Regions from separate parts of the Lactuca sativa genome. Here region 1 is linked to region 2. A link is a contact called in public Hi-C data. All regions are on one chromosome and are shown on one strand. Each heading gives the region's core, a stretch centred on a gene start, on an enhancer-like site or on the middle of the called end of the contact. The rest is flanking DNA. Distances are from core to core; before and after follow the strand shown.

Evidence for each region. Hi-C and Micro-C count contacts between places; a contact is called where the count stands out from the background.
Region 1: a contact with region 2 is called in a Hi-C map of leaf, with 5 times the contacts expected there. The contact joins the promoter of LOC111879852 here to the promoter of LOC111879871 in region 2. A contact is called at or near these places in 3 of 4 Hi-C or Micro-C datasets (leaf and seed).

What each region holds. Positions count from the first base shown.
Region 1 is chr2:221,282,180-221,286,937 of Lsat_Salinas_v11, forward strand. LOC111879852 reads right to left here and starts at 3,327. Exons shown (of 5, transcript XR_006188588.2): 1 at 2,618-3,327; 2 at 1,841-2,326; 3 at 1,230-1,748; 4 at 1,018-1,153; 5 at 96-312.
Region 2 is chr2:221,127,789-221,132,617 of Lsat_Salinas_v11, forward strand. It overlaps LOC111879871 (two-component response regulator ARR10), which reads right to left and starts at 2,355. Exons shown (of 5, transcript XM_023876303.3): 1 at 1,719-2,355; 2 at 1,541-1,617; 3 at 1,384-1,420; 4 at 1,127-1,226; 5 at 152-986. The coding sequence starts at 2,091. The coding sequence ends at 437.

The DNA.
Region 1 (4,758 bases), core at 2,077-4,576, 160 kb after region 2:
AAATGCAAAATATCAAGCATATTAAAATAATTTAGATATTTGATGAATTTATCATAAATAACAATATTAACTAAAATCCAAAAACTAGTTCGACATACTCGAATTATCATAACTATATATTGAAACCAATATACCAAAACAAAAATTCAAATATTCTATAGATTTATTAGAAATAACAATAGTAATTGAATCAAAAAAAAAATCAGTTATTTATTAGAAATAACATCAACTTGAATACAAAAACCAAAAAGCCTCATCTCCTTCTCACATGTTATCTAAACATCAGCGTGTTGTTTGATGAAAACAAGTTCACTGCAATTGCAAACATTTCAAATTTCCATCATATCAACATGAACTCGAATCTTTATATAACATATCAAGGCTAACGTCACAAATCATTGGTCATTTTTAACAAATAGCCGTAATTATGGGTTAATGATTTTTAAAATCCCAACACTGATTCGAAGAATATAAAAGATGGTTTCTACTTTGTACAATGTTAGATCACATCCTTTTTATAATCGACTTTAATCAACAGATTTTAATCATGGGAAAATAAACCAATAGTCAAGTTGTGAGTGGTAACAAGAAAAGGTCCCACCAAGCAGCGAGTCAGCTTTGTCCAAAGTGGTAGTTAATTAACTTGTACGTTACAAGTTAACTATGCGACAATGGGGTCCCTTCAAGTAAACCAAATCGTTGGACATTGTCCACAACGTTGTCAACCCACAAATTCCCAAGTACCAATCACAAGCAGTGATGTGCAATAGTGCAGGGTTAGGTTTGACAAATTTATGCCTTCAAATTTTGACCATATAAGTTAAAATAAGACATCAGGAAAGAAACAAAAACAAAAACAAATGATTTAACTACGTTACTGTTTGACATGAACATGATAAAGCAACAGCCAAAACCTCTAGAATGTTTATAAAGGCTGACTGATTTTATGAGAGGATTGAGGTTGAATATTATTAATCAAACTTGTCTTTTTTTTTTTTTTGAACTGAAAAAATATACCTGTCGAGTGTCAACTCAGGATTGGTGGCAATGAAATATATCAAGGTTGATTCTACAACGGTGAAGAAAAGCTAAACTGCACTCCAGTCTTTGCTCTGTCATGTTCATGTTGTCTTAATATGTAGCAATAGTTCACCTGAACGATTAAAAAAAATCAACTTAATACAGAAAGAACGACTTAATATACAAAATAAATAAATAAATAAATGTACCTCCATACGAAACAATTTGGTGGGTACAATAAGCCCAAACCCAGCAGAGCTTCTGAAGGAGTCTGTGTATTTCTGAAAGGAGAGATCACGAAATGAACTTTCGGTTAATTTGACGAGACTTCCCGCACAAGCAAACGCGTGTCCATGAATATTGGAATCTCTGAGGACTTTCAATGGGAGATCAAAAGAAAGGTCTGCAAAGGTAGTAACAGCAAGGTCTCCGCCAAGAAAGTCTCTTTCGGGACAGGTGTCAGATCCTGATTCCTTGTTGGATTTGTCTTGGACTTGGCGTCTTGGCTCACTTGGGCCCAATCCTCTAGTTTTGAAGCCCAGTAATGATGTTGGGCCTCCTAATGTGCAAACAGGAGAAGAGTTTCCACCCAAGAAGAATCGATCGGGTAGAGATACAGATGTGGTTAGGAATCCATTTCCCCATGGAAATACAGCACCACCAGCAACCCCAAAGTTTAATGCAGCTCGAGCAAAACCCAAAGGTAAAGCATACCGAAGATCAAACTCCTGTCGAAATTTTAAAAAGACTAAATTTGTTTTTTAGCCCTACTACAGAAAATAAAAAATAAATAAATAAAAGGCATGAAGGAGCAGAAAACCTGGCGGATAAAACGAACACTGCGATAATCAGGAAAAAGGCCACCAATTTGAGAAGTGGAAACAAAAGCAAAGCCTCGAGTTGGTCTAAGAGGTGAGTTCCTTTTATCGATTTTAAAAGTGTACTTCAAATGTGAGAGCAAATTATGTCCAAGCTGTCTCCTTACAGACACAGAAGCCCTTTGTGATGGATCGGTTAAGGTGCGCCATGACAGATTATATGCTAAGTCATGCTTCCTGGTTGATATCAAGCCAAGAGATAACCCCATTGCTTGTTCTTTATAAGAGGAAAACTTTAGCCAATCTTGAGAAAGAAGAGATACACGAGCCATAACAGGATTCACCAGTTTCATGAATCTTGGTAAAGCCACACCAGTGCTAACTTCTGATGTTTGGTCCCACCCATAAGATAAAGAACCATCCCATATATCTCCATACCCTAACATGTTTTTAAGCTTCAGTGAACCCTCAACTGACCATGATCTAGCCTACAAATCAAGTTAAACAAATGCATATCAATAAACAACGTCTTATAGAGTTAATGGTACAGTCTCATCTCATCTGCAGGTGGATAAATGTATATTATACTTAAACTTAATCATGTATATGAGTATATGACTAATTGCAGCATCAAAAGTGACTATTTCTGATTTAAACATGATCAAAATCAGTGGCATACGTTTCACGATTTGTGATTAATTGTTGGAGATGAAATAGGAATTAAGAAGACATTGATGATCTATCAGAGACATAACTAAGTGGAAACAAACGGAATGTACCTCAGGCTTGGTGAAAATGCCAATATCACCAGTGATAGGGTTTTTGGACTCCACAACTTCAACTATGACGTTAGAAGTCCCAGGCAAGTCAGGCGGACCTGAATCAAGCGTAACATTTACGGAATCAAATATATCGAGCTTCTGAAGCCGCGCATTAGCTATAGTGGCTGCCTGAAGCAGTTCCTGGACTGAGGTGGCGGTCTTTAGGGCTTGGACCTCGGCTTCGATTAAGGACTCCTTAGTCTTGTTGTTTCCTTTGATTATCACGTCGTGGACTCTCAACGGAACTCTTTCAGATGACATTCTCCGGAGAAATCCTTCCATTGTCGCCCTTTCATCCCGCATTCTTGATTGCGAGTCTACTGGTTCTTCCTCTTCTTCTTCTTCATCATCAAAATCTTCTTCGTCTTCATCTACTTCTGCAATTGGATTTTCTTTTTTCACCATTTTCGTTTTCTACGATTCCGCTCTTCGTTTGTGCAGTAAAAAGCTGAGAGAGATGCGTAGGTCGACGCCGGAAGTGAAGTCACTGGAATCCGTCCCTCAGTTCGCTCTCCTCTTTCTTTGGTCCGGTCTGATGCCCTGGCCTCGACGGCAAACTCCTATACCTGATGTTGGGCTGGGCTTCCGTTCGGAATCGCAAATACCCATTTTAATAAAATGGTTTATATTATTAAAAGCATTTGAGAAATTTAAAAAAAAAAAAAAAAAAAAAAAAAAAAAAAAAAAAACAACAACAACAACTAAATATTTTGGTTTGATTTATGAAGAAGTTTTAAATTTTATTTTATTAATAAAAAGTTTCGATTATCGGATATAAAATTCAAATCAGTCAATTTTCTACATGTAAACTTTTTTTTGTTACTTTAGAAAAGTTTCATTATTTGACACGGTTTATTTATCATATATATTCTAAAGGCAAGATTTAATTTTTATAATATCTTTTGATAGGTATGATTCACTATCATAAGCTTTCTCATTTCCTCCATTTGTTCAGTCGGCTATAAGTCCTTATCATGATATTCTTAACACCAAAGCAGGCGTTCAGTATACCGAGACGAGAATATATATAAGGAAGGTTTAGACGCGTAATACTCATTATTACTCCGAAAAGTTATATGTCAATTCTAATATCATAATTAAACGTTTAGAAACTTGAACACATAAAATTTCCTAATTCTAAGTCAGCAACAAACCTTAAACCTAATAACAATTTAGATAAGCAACCTAAGGCATGCTATCATATAAATCATTTAGCATATAATAGCAATTAAGGCACATTCCTTAATGCATTCTAGTGCTCTGATACCAACTGTGACATCCTCATTTTCACGGCCAGAAAAGATCGATTTGATTATGTTTATTGAATAAAGAGTTTATTCATTAATGCAAAATTTTGGTCCCATAAAAGTATTTTCGAAGAAATGTTTCCATTAACTTATTAAGGTTGGGGGTGCCATAACTAAACAAGAAACATAAGCATAAACAGAGACTTACAAATTCTTAATATTCTAACGATCCACGTCTCCTTGAATCTCTTAGCAGATAATTACATTATCTATCAGTACCTTCGCATTGGTACCTGTGATACAAAGAAACTGAGTGGGTCAGGCTTGGGAGTCTAGTGAGCTTTCTAATTACTATCTCGTCTCTTAAGGTTTCTCTCTACCCTTTTTAGCCAATACAATATAAGTATGGTAAATTAAATATATAATTACTTCAAGTAAAATCATTATCTCATTTAGCACATTTTCATGAATGCATATAGTAAACACATAGACCAATAAAGCATATTAAATACTTGATATCTATGTGTAAGCTGAAAGTAACTATGCACTCACTTAACTTAGGTAGGTGACTTGGAGAATTCGGCAGCACTCTGCCAAACGCATTGACTTTTCCTCTGACATGACCTAGATACGATTGTTGCTAAGTCTTAGTTTAATATTCCTAGCGACTAATGATAGTCTAGATTCATCATTAATCCCAATGTCTACATCAAGATCTATCAAGTAAGGAACAACTAGGTAATATCATAAAGGAAGTAAGGTCTATTTGGTATACATAGTACACTGTTTGGAAATCCACTTTAACCCCCTCACTAAATCTAACCTAGACATCATCCTCGTAAGTAGATCAGT
Region 2 (4,829 bases), core at 1,105-3,604:
CTAGGTTTGTTTACTTTGTAATGTTTTTTTCGAGCTCCTTGATAATAATAAATTCTTCTGCCTTCAAAAAAGACTTAATAAATTATAAATTTCAAATTTCAACTTACAACATATTCAAAAAAAACTATCTACATGCTATGCTATACTTGACTAATTTTAATTGGATGATCTTTGAGATCCTTAAAAAAATATATGACACACCCTGGTTGAAGACAAAAAAAACTTTTAATTAACACTAGTAGAAGTACTAGACCACTAGTGCCAGTAATATATATATATATATATATATATATATATATATATATATATATATATATATATATATATATATATATATATATATATATATATATATATAATAAACAAGTTAATAGTAATCTGTGCAATGTTTTCTGGGACAAAAGTACTGCAAAATCTCACTTAATCTTTGTCTCTTTCACAAAGTTAGATCAAGAGATGCACTGCAACCGCCCATTGTTTTTGCATGCTTTGACCTTTTAATACTACTAGAATTTGAAGTAGAAGTAGGCAAAACCAATGATAACGATAAGTTGTTCTCATCAAATTCATCATTTTTCTTTATACTGTTCGTATGTTTCACTTCTCTCGGGTTCCTGACTTTTAATGAGAGATTCAAATCAAGATGTTCCGATTCTTGATCAATCTCCTTCCTTTTAAGTAACCTTTTCTCTTGGTCTTGATCTCTGACCATCACATTTGTGTCCATCTGAGTGGTTCTTCTAATTTGATTAGCCATTGATAACCCATAAGGATTCTTGAATAATCCAATCTGGAACTCTTCGATGCTGTTGCTTCGGAAGCTTCTCCATCTATCGTGATCTTGGTTTATGCTCGAATGACAATTCCTGATGTTGTTGGTTGCGAGAATCTTCTCCGCCAATGAACCATAAACCCCGTGGTTTAATCCGGTCATGGAAGCGTTATAATTTAGGTTCGTTTGTGGACTCCATAAACCATCTTGATATCTAAAAATGGAAATAGAACAGTAGTAAAACGGAATCAGTAAAAGTCGCTATTAGTTTTAGCATTTCTGCATTGATCAACTAGCTCACAATTTATTCGTTTTATAATTAAAAATTATGACGTTTTGAAGAATAGACGATACCTAAGATTGGAAAGTGATCTCCGATTATAGCTTTGGAGCATTGGAAGTTGGCTAAGGTTGTACGTATGGTGATCATCACCCTCACTAAGAAGCCCTTGTTCTGAAATAATTAACAAAAAAATAACTCATTACTTACTTTCATATTATGATTGATTTCTTAAGTGGTTTAGAGTTAGATTTTTAATCTTTTTAATTAAGAAACCCTAATTAACAACAAACTTATTTTCCACCATCTATGAATTTGAAATTATGTATACCTTGATCTGGATCGTCGATCTTCTTGCTTCTATACATCTGATGAAACAAACCAAGAAACTCAAATTTGTATATATATTCAGAATAATATACAAAATTAACCGGTTGATGCTGCAAAAGGTATTATTTTTCTTGAATGAAACAAATTAATATAAGTACCTGAAGATGGCTCTTGACATGAGAGATGCTAAGGCCTTTGATATTCATTAGTTGAAGAACTAATTTTGGCGTTGCTCCTGCACCATCAAAATCAAAGTTGAAAAACACATTAAGTTCCATTAAATAATTAAACCAAAAACATAAATATATGAAATAAATTAAAGTCATTTATACTAACTTTCTTGACCTCCCAGTCGTTCAATAGCATGAACAAATCGAAGATGAAGATCAGGTGTCCACCTAAGCCTGGGATTCTTGGAGCGAACATATGGTCTAACTGATCCTGTGACTGACCCGCTAGCTTTCTTATCACTTGTCTCCTCCACTGTGCTGTTGCTGGATGTCGATCCATTTTTGAGTCCGCTTCCACCAGTAGAATCATGGTCAACCTCTTGTGACGATTCATCACCTTCATCGTCATCCATATCATAATCTTCTTGTTCGACATCATGAAAAGTCGGGTTTTGCTTTGTGGGGTAAGCATCCTGTGCATCTTTTTCATCAAAGTCGCCACTTTTCTTCATTTCTATTTTGGGGTTCTGATCCACCATGGAAAAGATGAAGAAACAGTTGAAGGTATAGGGATTAATAGAGCCGCTGTTGGGCGTGTGTGGTGCTAACTAGATATAGACATGGTTTTGTTCTCTTTCCAGATCACACACACTCAGAAGTTGAGAGGACAAGTAGTTGGAACTTATTCTGTGGAAGATATATAGCAGCTTAATTAGCTGAGCTCTTGCAAGCAAAAGTTTGCTAGAATTGGAAAGAAAAAAAACCTTGCCCTAGATAAATCAATCAATCTATCAAATATTAATCTCTCTCTCTCTCTCTCTCTCTATATATATATATATATATATATATATATATATATATATATATATATATATATATATATATATATATTATATATATATATATATATATATATATATATATATATATATATATATATATATATATATATATATATACATACTAATAAAAGAGTAGTTCTTTTGCCATGTGTCATCATATTAGACCTCTTAATTAATGTGTTGCCACTTGTCAATATCTTAGTTCTCCATTTTAACTTTTTTAGACATCCTCATTAATGTGATGCTATTTGTCAATGCATTTATTCTTTATTTTAAATTTTAAATTTTATATTAATGTTTTCATTAATCCACAAATAAAAAATGTTTAATATATATTAAAAATTAATTTTACATATTTATTTGAATCAACGATTATAATTTCACATAACTAAAAAATATCTCTTAAATTAACAATTTATTTAAAATAAAAGTTTAATTAATTTTACAACCGTGGTTCCCACGCGTTATAAACTAGTATATATATATATATATATATATATATATATATATATATATATATATATATATATATATATATATATATATATATATATATATATATAGAAGGGTTCAATTGAGAAAAAAGGTTAAGAATAGGGGAATCATTCTCAGCCACTCATTTATTTTTGCCGCAAAAGCCTCCGTCGTACCAGCAGAAATTGGAAAGGAATAGGCATGTGTTTTCCAACAAAACATGTTTCCTTAAACTATGATAATCATTACCTTAATATATACAAAAACATTGTTTTTTCGTTTTTTTTTAATTTTTAAGAAGCTATTTTTTATCGAAAAATGATTTTAAATATACCAAAATTCATGATTTTTTATTCTCTACAAATAGACATCCATATTGATATAGTTTTAAGATAAACTATATTTTTTTTTAATATTTTCAGCTATCGTTATTCATAAGTGAATAAAAATGAATCAAGTTTTTACTACAGTACATTCGTTATTCAGTTATGAATAAAAACTATGATTAATTTTTTTTTTACATTTTAAATATCATTCATATATGAATATAACATATAATAAACATAGTATATTCATATTTAAATATTAGACGATGCATTCACTTATGAATATTACATAGTATATTCACTTGTGAATATTAGATGTTATATTCACTTATGAATATTAGATAATATTTTCATATCTGAATATTACATAGTATTACATGGTATATCACATGTGAATATTACATAGTATATTCATTTGTGAATATTAGATGATATATTCACTTATGAATATTACACAGTATATTCACATATGAATATTACAAGGTATTTTCACAAATATATATAATTTTTATATGTTATTCACAGATGAATAACATACAGACTTGCATATTTGTTTTTTTGTTTTAATAATCATATACTGAGAAAACATATTCATATATGAATATAACGTGGTAATTTAGTTTATGCATTTCATCAAACAGTTGGAGTGCATACAATTTAACTTTTTTTTAAAATGTTAAAACATGATATTTTGACTATTTAAATCTTACAAAAGAGTAGATTGATAGAGAATTATATGAAATTTTTCAAAAAAAAAAACGATTTGATTTTTTTCTAACCTCAATTTTGAAGTTTTATTTGATAATCGATGTTGAATGAATGATATGAAGTGGATTTTTATTGATTATCGATGATGGTGATTGTGACAACCCTATACTTTTCCAAAAGCAGTGTAACGCTCAAATGTCAAATACAACGAAAACTATTTGGAATCAACTAAATTAACCTCAAAAATAAAGTGTTCAAATATCTAAGTTGGGATGCATCAAATATTAGATATCGTGCCAAGGTTTCCAAAAACGTAAAGAACGTTCAAAACCGGGTTATATTGAAGAAATTATAATCAATCGTTTATTTACGACACACCGTTAAAACGCTATTTAACGTAAAAAGTGAAATTTCAATAAAATGCATTTTTGCCTTTAGTATCTAAACAAAAGATGTAGAGTTCGTTAAACTGTAAACATATATAAAAAGATCGCCCAATTTGGACCTCGTATGAAGAAGTTACGAATTTCCAGAGTTTCGTAACAGTAGTAGAGGGCTAAAAACTCGAATTGAAGATCGAGTGTTATTTAGCTAACGCAACCTAAATGAGAGTTGAAGATCTCCACAATAGGAGTAAAATGATAAAAAGACAAACGAAAACCGACGTCGAATAAAGAAACTATGAATTTTTAACGGACTTTAGGAGTCCCGGCCTATTAAAAATATATCATTAAAAATAAAGTCAAAACTAGCCGACGGAGTCTAAATGAAAGTTGTAGAGCATAATCTCACCTACGCGTGGATATAAAGAACGCGAAAAACGGAGCCCGTATGCGAAAGTTACGGAATTTAGAAGATGGGAGACTGGAGTACGCCCAACGTAATCCCAGATTACGCCCAGCGTAGTAGACCCAGAGTCGAGTCCCG